Linked DNA regions of Sus scrofa: region 1 is linked to region 2. The links are chromatin contacts, called in public Hi-C maps. All regions are on one chromosome and are shown on one strand. The core of a region is the stretch at or near the end of the contact, and the rest is flanking DNA. Distances in the headings are between cores, read along the strand shown.

Evidence for each region. Hi-C and Micro-C count contacts between places; a contact is called where the count stands out from the background.
Region 1: a contact with region 2 is called in a Hi-C map of heart right ventricle, with 2.1 times the contacts expected there. The contact joins two enhancer-like sites. A contact is called at or near these places in 2 of 47 Hi-C or Micro-C datasets (fetal heart ventricle and heart right ventricle).

Annotation. Positions count from the first base shown.
Region 1 is chr9:116,796,355-116,799,710 of Sscrofa11.1, reverse strand. All of the region lies in intron 14 of RABGAP1L (rab GTPase-activating protein 1-like), which reads right to left. Among named protein-coding and RNA genes, the nearest start is that of GPR52, 160 kb to the right of the region's middle. Within about 2 kb of position 1,905, at least 2 of the 83 cell types and tissues checked have an H3K27ac peak or open chromatin away from gene starts, as enhancers often do.
Region 2 is chr9:116,702,371-116,705,594 of Sscrofa11.1, reverse strand. The region is part of intron 13 of RABGAP1L (rab GTPase-activating protein 1-like); the gene reads right to left. Among named protein-coding and RNA genes, the nearest start is that of GPR52, 65 kb to the right of the region's middle. Within about 2 kb of position 1,369, at least 7 of the 83 cell types and tissues checked have an H3K27ac peak or open chromatin away from gene starts, as enhancers often do.

The sequences.
Region 1 (3,356 bases), core at 656-3,155, 94 kb before region 2:
GGCTATAGAAATTCCCAAAGCTTTGTGCATGCTCAAGAAAGGCCTGAGAAGGCTTTAAGCTCTCACCTCTGGCTGATCTTGAGAGTCTGCACAAGCAGTCACTGAAGGCAAGACAGAATTGTCAACTGGCTGGGTGAGTAATAAAGGCATACTCAAACATATACACAGAGCCCTATGGCAAAGACTGGGAAACTTACTGGTTATAGCCATTTAAGGAAACCTCTGTCCAATCATTAGCTGACCACAAAGCAGAGATTTCAGTGGCCACACATGACAAAGAATATAGACTTTACAGAATTAGTTCACAAAAGTTACCAACCAAAGTACGATAACAAAAAAACAAGAAACCTCGCAAATTTATAGAGACAGAAAGTCTGATGACTACTAAAGGCTGAAATCAGGGATCATGGGGTGTGACTACTTCTTTTTTTCTTTTTTTCTTTTTGGGGTCACACCTGTGGCATATGGAGGTTCCCAGGCTAGGGGTCAAATAGGAGCTACAGCTGCTGGCCTATGCCACAGCCACAGCCACAGCCACATGGGATCCCAGTTGCATCTGCGACCTACACCACAGTTCACAGCAATGCTGGATCCTTAACCCACTGAGCAAGGCCAGGGATCAAACCCACATCCTCAAGGATACTAGTCAGGTTCATTACCACTGAGCCACAACGGGAACTCCAGTGTGTGACCTCTAATGGATATAGTGTTTCTTTTTGGAGTGATGGAAATGTTCTAGAATTAAATAGTGGTGATGGTTGCATAACCTTTTGAATATACTAAAAACCACTAAACTGCGACTTACTCATAGGGGTGAACTTTATGGTATGTGAATTATATCTCAAAAAATGGATGCAAATGTATGTTTGTGTGCTTAAATATACCCAAATATATTTATATATACATACATTACTAGACCTGTCCACGGAGATGACTTGTAGGCAATGAAACCCCAATAGCGGTGAATACACCTCACATACAGATCTTGGTTTCTTACCATTTTTGACTAGAGAAAACTGGGCTCCTTGGAGAAATGGATAATTATAGAACTGGGACAGAGAAAAAAAGCTTGGAACATCTTTTTAAGCCAGAAAGAAAGGCAGTGGTCTAAGAGTGATAAGAGTATGTCTATCACTTGAAGATCTTTAAAATCTAATTGAAGACAATCTGAGCACCAAAATAAGTAATGATAGTAAGAGAATATAATCCCTGGAATAAAATGAGGACTCAAGGGTCCATTTGAGTATGATAATTAATAAATAAATGGAAAGTCTGATAAGGAATGGGATATTTACATAGTGACAAATTGTCTCATAAAATCCTAATTACAAAGGGAAAAAAGGGCAGCTTCATAGCAGAGAAGCCTAGTAAATAGTATCTTTTTTTATGTAATCAAAGTGATCATCATCAATAACTGGAAAAGCCACAACTGTGTGCTACTCTCAAGGAAGAAATGACACTAAATCATTCCTTCTATGCTATTTCTGCGAAAGACGTATGACCTAAATCTAACCATGAGGAAACATCAGACAAATCAAATTGAGCAACATTCTAAAAAAATTACTGGTCTATAATCTTCAGAAGCACCAACGTCAATAAAATGAAGAAAAAAAAAAAAGGAGTAAGAAATTGTTCCAGATAGAGGAGATCAAGAAGGCATGAAAACTGAAATCTGAACTAGATTCTTTTTTTCTATAAAGGATAATATTTGAAAAATTAGTGAAACTTGAAAAAAGACTAAGGCTTAAGTGGCAGCAACATATCAATGTTAGTTTCCTGATTTGGATGTTGTATTAAAGTTAGGAGGTAGAATATTCTTGCTTGTTAGAAAGCATCCTGAAGTATTTGGGAGTGATGTGGCATCGTGTTGGCAAATCACCTTCAAATAGTACAGGAAAATAAAATTTTGTACCAGCAACTCTAAGTTTAAGATTGTTTAAAAAATATATGGAAACATGAAAATATACATACACATATATAAACAAATTTGACAGGATCATTGTGTCTGTTGATTCTAATAATAAAAACCTGGAGCTTAAAATAGGTTTTTAAATTTGTTCTATATGATGATAAAAAGGAAAGTACTAACATAAGCTCTAAAAACAGCTTCACTGATATGAAATAATCTAAACACTGGTGACGATAAATGTGTATGACTAGATATATTCACAAATAATCACTCACAAAGCAATTTTCTTATCTAACAGTGCTGGCAAAATTCCTAGATGTAAGTTCCCTTTTATATAACACCTTTTTAAAAAAGCCCTTGGCAACAATTTCAAAGTGAACTGATACGCTCACAGGTTTTTTTTTTTTTTTTTTTTTTTAAGGAAATGTAAAACAACACCACCTCTTTACAAAAATTTTTTTAATGTCCCTATTAAAGAAACTACTGTGTGATTATGGTAAATTACTCAGAGGGTTTAGTTTACATTCTCAAGCTTTTGATTTTTAAAAAATGGTACAGAAAGGACATTACGATGGAACTCTGCAAAATAAAGAAAAGCAGCATCCATGCTCTGAAGGAGTTCAACCTGGATAATTTTCATGAATAAAATTACTTTACAGAGGAAGGAAATGGTAGAAATAGAGAGCCCTTTTAGAGTTTACATATATTAAATTTTCATCTAAGATAACTGTATTGTGACCATGAAAATGTACCTTTCAGGCCTCCAACAACAATAGTGACCAAGGGTCCCAACTGCTGTGCCTGAAGCTCCATCTCTATCTTTGCACTAGACCCACTTGCCATGGGCTTCTCCTAATTAATGAGTGAGCACAGCAAGAACACTAAGACAAGAAAGCTTCTGAGACAAGTGGGAACTAACAGGTAACCCCAGTGGCCTTGCCAAACCTTCCTTAGAAGTGCGCTAGAGTCTAAGACACTTACATCTAACCTTCCTTCCTCTCTTCTTCCTTTTGGGTCACAGTATCACTGTGGTTCAATGGCTCCCTCAGCTTCCTTCCCATTTTCTCTCACAGACATTTACCCTAATACATTTTTGTACACATTTAATCCTATCTTGGTGATAAGCTTTTATAGGAAATGGAATAAGACAGTCAGTTTCGTCAAGTCAAGACTATAGATTTAATTATATTGATACCGGAGAACTAGTACTGCATGCTGCTCTCTGGGAAAAAGAAAAAGAAAATGTTAGTGATAGCCTATTTGCTCAAAGACTGGACATAGTGCAAAAAATACTTAAGTGAAATTAATCAGATAATGTTCAAAACATAATCCATAACAACCTAAATTTTCAGAGTATTTTTAATCTGTAAATCATTGCGAGTAGAAGTGGGTAGAACAAGCTTCACAAGGGAAATGGGCAACTAAGATTTCGACAGATGGGAAGGAG
Region 2 (3,224 bases), core at 120-2,619:
TTAATCTGTTACGTCTAACTAGAAACCCTTTTTATTTTATTTTATTTTTTTTACTGTATTTCAATAATGATATAAGATTCACAAAGCAAGAAGCTTCTTATAAGTTCCTTCTGAGGACAAGTCAGAGAAAAGTGAAAACTGGTTATTTCATCTAAATAAAACCAATAAACTCATATGACAAATATTTCACCATGATTTAAAATGGACAGATGTTTTGGCATAATTGAGAATATGACTAAATAATCTGCTAAATTCCAGTACATCCAATCGAAAAATGGCTATGGTTGAATTAAATGAATTTCTTTAGCCTATTAATAAAAATTCTTTATTTCCTGTGGAATATAAATTTAACTTGCCACTAACTCACTACTATATTTCACATCAACTGAGCTGCCTAAATTCTAAGTTCTTTATTTTATTTTTTTCTTTTTAGGGCCCCAACTGCAGCATATGGAAGTTCCCAGGCTAGGGGTCAAATCTGAACTGCAACTGCCAGCATACACCACAACCACAGCCACACCTATGACCTATACCACAGCTTGTGGTAATGTGGGATCCTTAACTCAAAGAGCAAGGCTAGAGATGGAACTTGCATCCTCATGGATGCCAGTCAGGTTCTTAACCTGCTCATCCGCAGTGGGAACCCCCTCTAAGTTCTTTAATAGGTTGTTTTAGTTATCAACTCATTATGTTCTTGATAATAAAACACTTTTAAAATCAGATGCCTAAAAGATAAGAAAGCCTAGGTAATTCACATGCTATTTTAATTTTGAATACAAACTTTCCATGTGCTGATAATATAAAATATTTATCAGAGTTTTAAACAATCAATCTTTTAAGAAAAATAATATAAAGAATCAAACACGAAGCAGTTATTATTTTGTCTTTTTTCTTATGGTCAAGAAATGATTACTGAGAAAGTAAAAGACAGTCACACTTTAATATATTTAATATATTTGATGGTATTAAATAATTAGTTATTACCATATACCTATTTTATTCTTAATAATTAAAATTCACTCTGTATCAAGTTGCTATGACAACACAACTTCACTGAAAAATGAATTCTTCAAGTTTTGCCATGAAGCATGCTACTAACCTGAAGTCTTTATTTGAGAATAGGGAGAAAATATATATAATTTTTCAGTTCATAAACATCTAATCAATACTTAAAACTGCTTTCCAATCTATAGCAAAGAGTTTTGCTCTCAGAGTCCTGGGGACTCAGATTTTTTATTTGGCTTTCATTTCCTTATCCCTTTAATAAATGAAAACATTCTTGATAAGAACCATTTCAGCAGGGCTCACCTCAGGCAAATTGGCTCCAACTATAAATAGTAAAATCTGCCATCTGCCTTTCTATTCTTGTGCTGAATGCAGTGCTGGCATTGTGTTCACACTTCACTGGTGCCAGGCCTGATTCTGTTTAGCCAGCAGCAACAGAAAATAATAGTGCAAGACAGAGATAATGAAGTGAAGAACAGAAATGGTCCTACTATAATTAACTGCTGTTTTGAAATTCACCACAATAAAGCATACACAATGGTGTGGAGTGAGCCTAAAGTCACATTTTGTCCTAGCCTTATAAACAGGCTTGAAATCAAACCGTTGCTGGAGCCCAGTGATTTTACATCACTGAAGATTAATTAAAATGTAAAGAACCTAAGCACAGTTAGCAATGTACGTTCGTCATGTTAGCAAAAGGCTCCATGGTTGTACCACATAGTTTTTATTCTAATGATATTTAATGAAGCATTTCTTTCTATAATCACTCATATTTTCCTGTGCTGTTTTAAAGAGATAAGCTCTTTAATGATGAAAAAGCCCTTTTGCTGTACCTGACCCTTTCCCACTCTCTCTGTTCTGAAGCCCCATGCAAATTTCCATTTCAACACAGTTCCCATTATTTCTCTTGGGATATTTTGGATCCTCAGCTACTGTAAGACACAGGCCTTTTCTCAGTCTCACCGTTACTGATTTTAAATAACAAGTGACTTGAGAAGGTAGTCATTTGTATATTGTAATTGAAGAGGAATGTATACAGGCAAATGCCATATTATATATTCCTATATTAGTACTCTTATTATTGCTGTATCAGGAATTACTGAAGCCATTTGCTTGTTTATATAACCAACAGCCACCTTCAGGAGGCACCATTCACTCCTGAAGTAGGTGCCATTTATATAGGACACCATCTGAATGGTGTCCCTGGAGTTGTGCAATATGACAGTAATAAATGTATATTTAATACCTAAAATGAGATGATAACAGAGTAGATGGATAGTCCAATACTCTCTACCCAGGCCACACATCAGAAACACCAGGAGAGTTATTAAAAATGCTCTTGCCCGAGCCTCATCCCAGACCATACAAATCAAAAACTCAGGTGGCAGGATCTTAGTATTGGTTCCTGTTTTTGGTTTTGGTATGTTTGTTTGTTTTAGGCCAGTGGTTTTCAATCCTGATTGTATGTTAAGACCACTTGGGGGAGTTAAAAACAAACATACCAAAAACAATCAGGATTGAAAACAACTGGCCTAATACTATCAATATCTTACTCAAAGTCTTTCAAGGCAAAAAAAAAAAAAAAAAAAAAAAAAAAACAAATGATTTAACCCTTTGACGTCCTAATATTTTTTATCTAAAGCTTTTTCCTAGCTTTCCCATTTAAAAAATCAATAGTATTCTTAACTGATTAATGCTAACCAAAATCAGATATAAAAACATTATGTCAATGCAAAATAACATCTAAAACAATGTTATTTCAATAAAGGTATAAAACAAAAGCAATTAGGGATTTATAATGGAATATTCTCTGGGAATGGAACACTGCTTCATGAGAGAAATAAATTTACTGATGAGTGAGGTACCATCTGGAATCTACTATAAACACAAAGCATTTATAGTGGTTTAGCTGAATTTTCACTTTTTATTAAGGAAAGGGGAAGTTTAACAGGACAGCTTTGACTGATTGCTACTATGTATTTCTACAGTGTATATTTCTATGGATATAGACTTAAAAAATTTGCCTTCCTAGAATTTATATCAATAGCCCCCTAGAATTGGAGGGATATTGCTTGTTCACCATAGATCTATAATGTTTTATAGATTGTTATTTGCCAGGAGAGAATATCTGGCTCTCTTAGATGGAGGATCCTTACGAGGATTTTCAAGAATGCAGAAATATTGCAAAGACATTAGTATTTCTTTCAAAGAACTTTTCA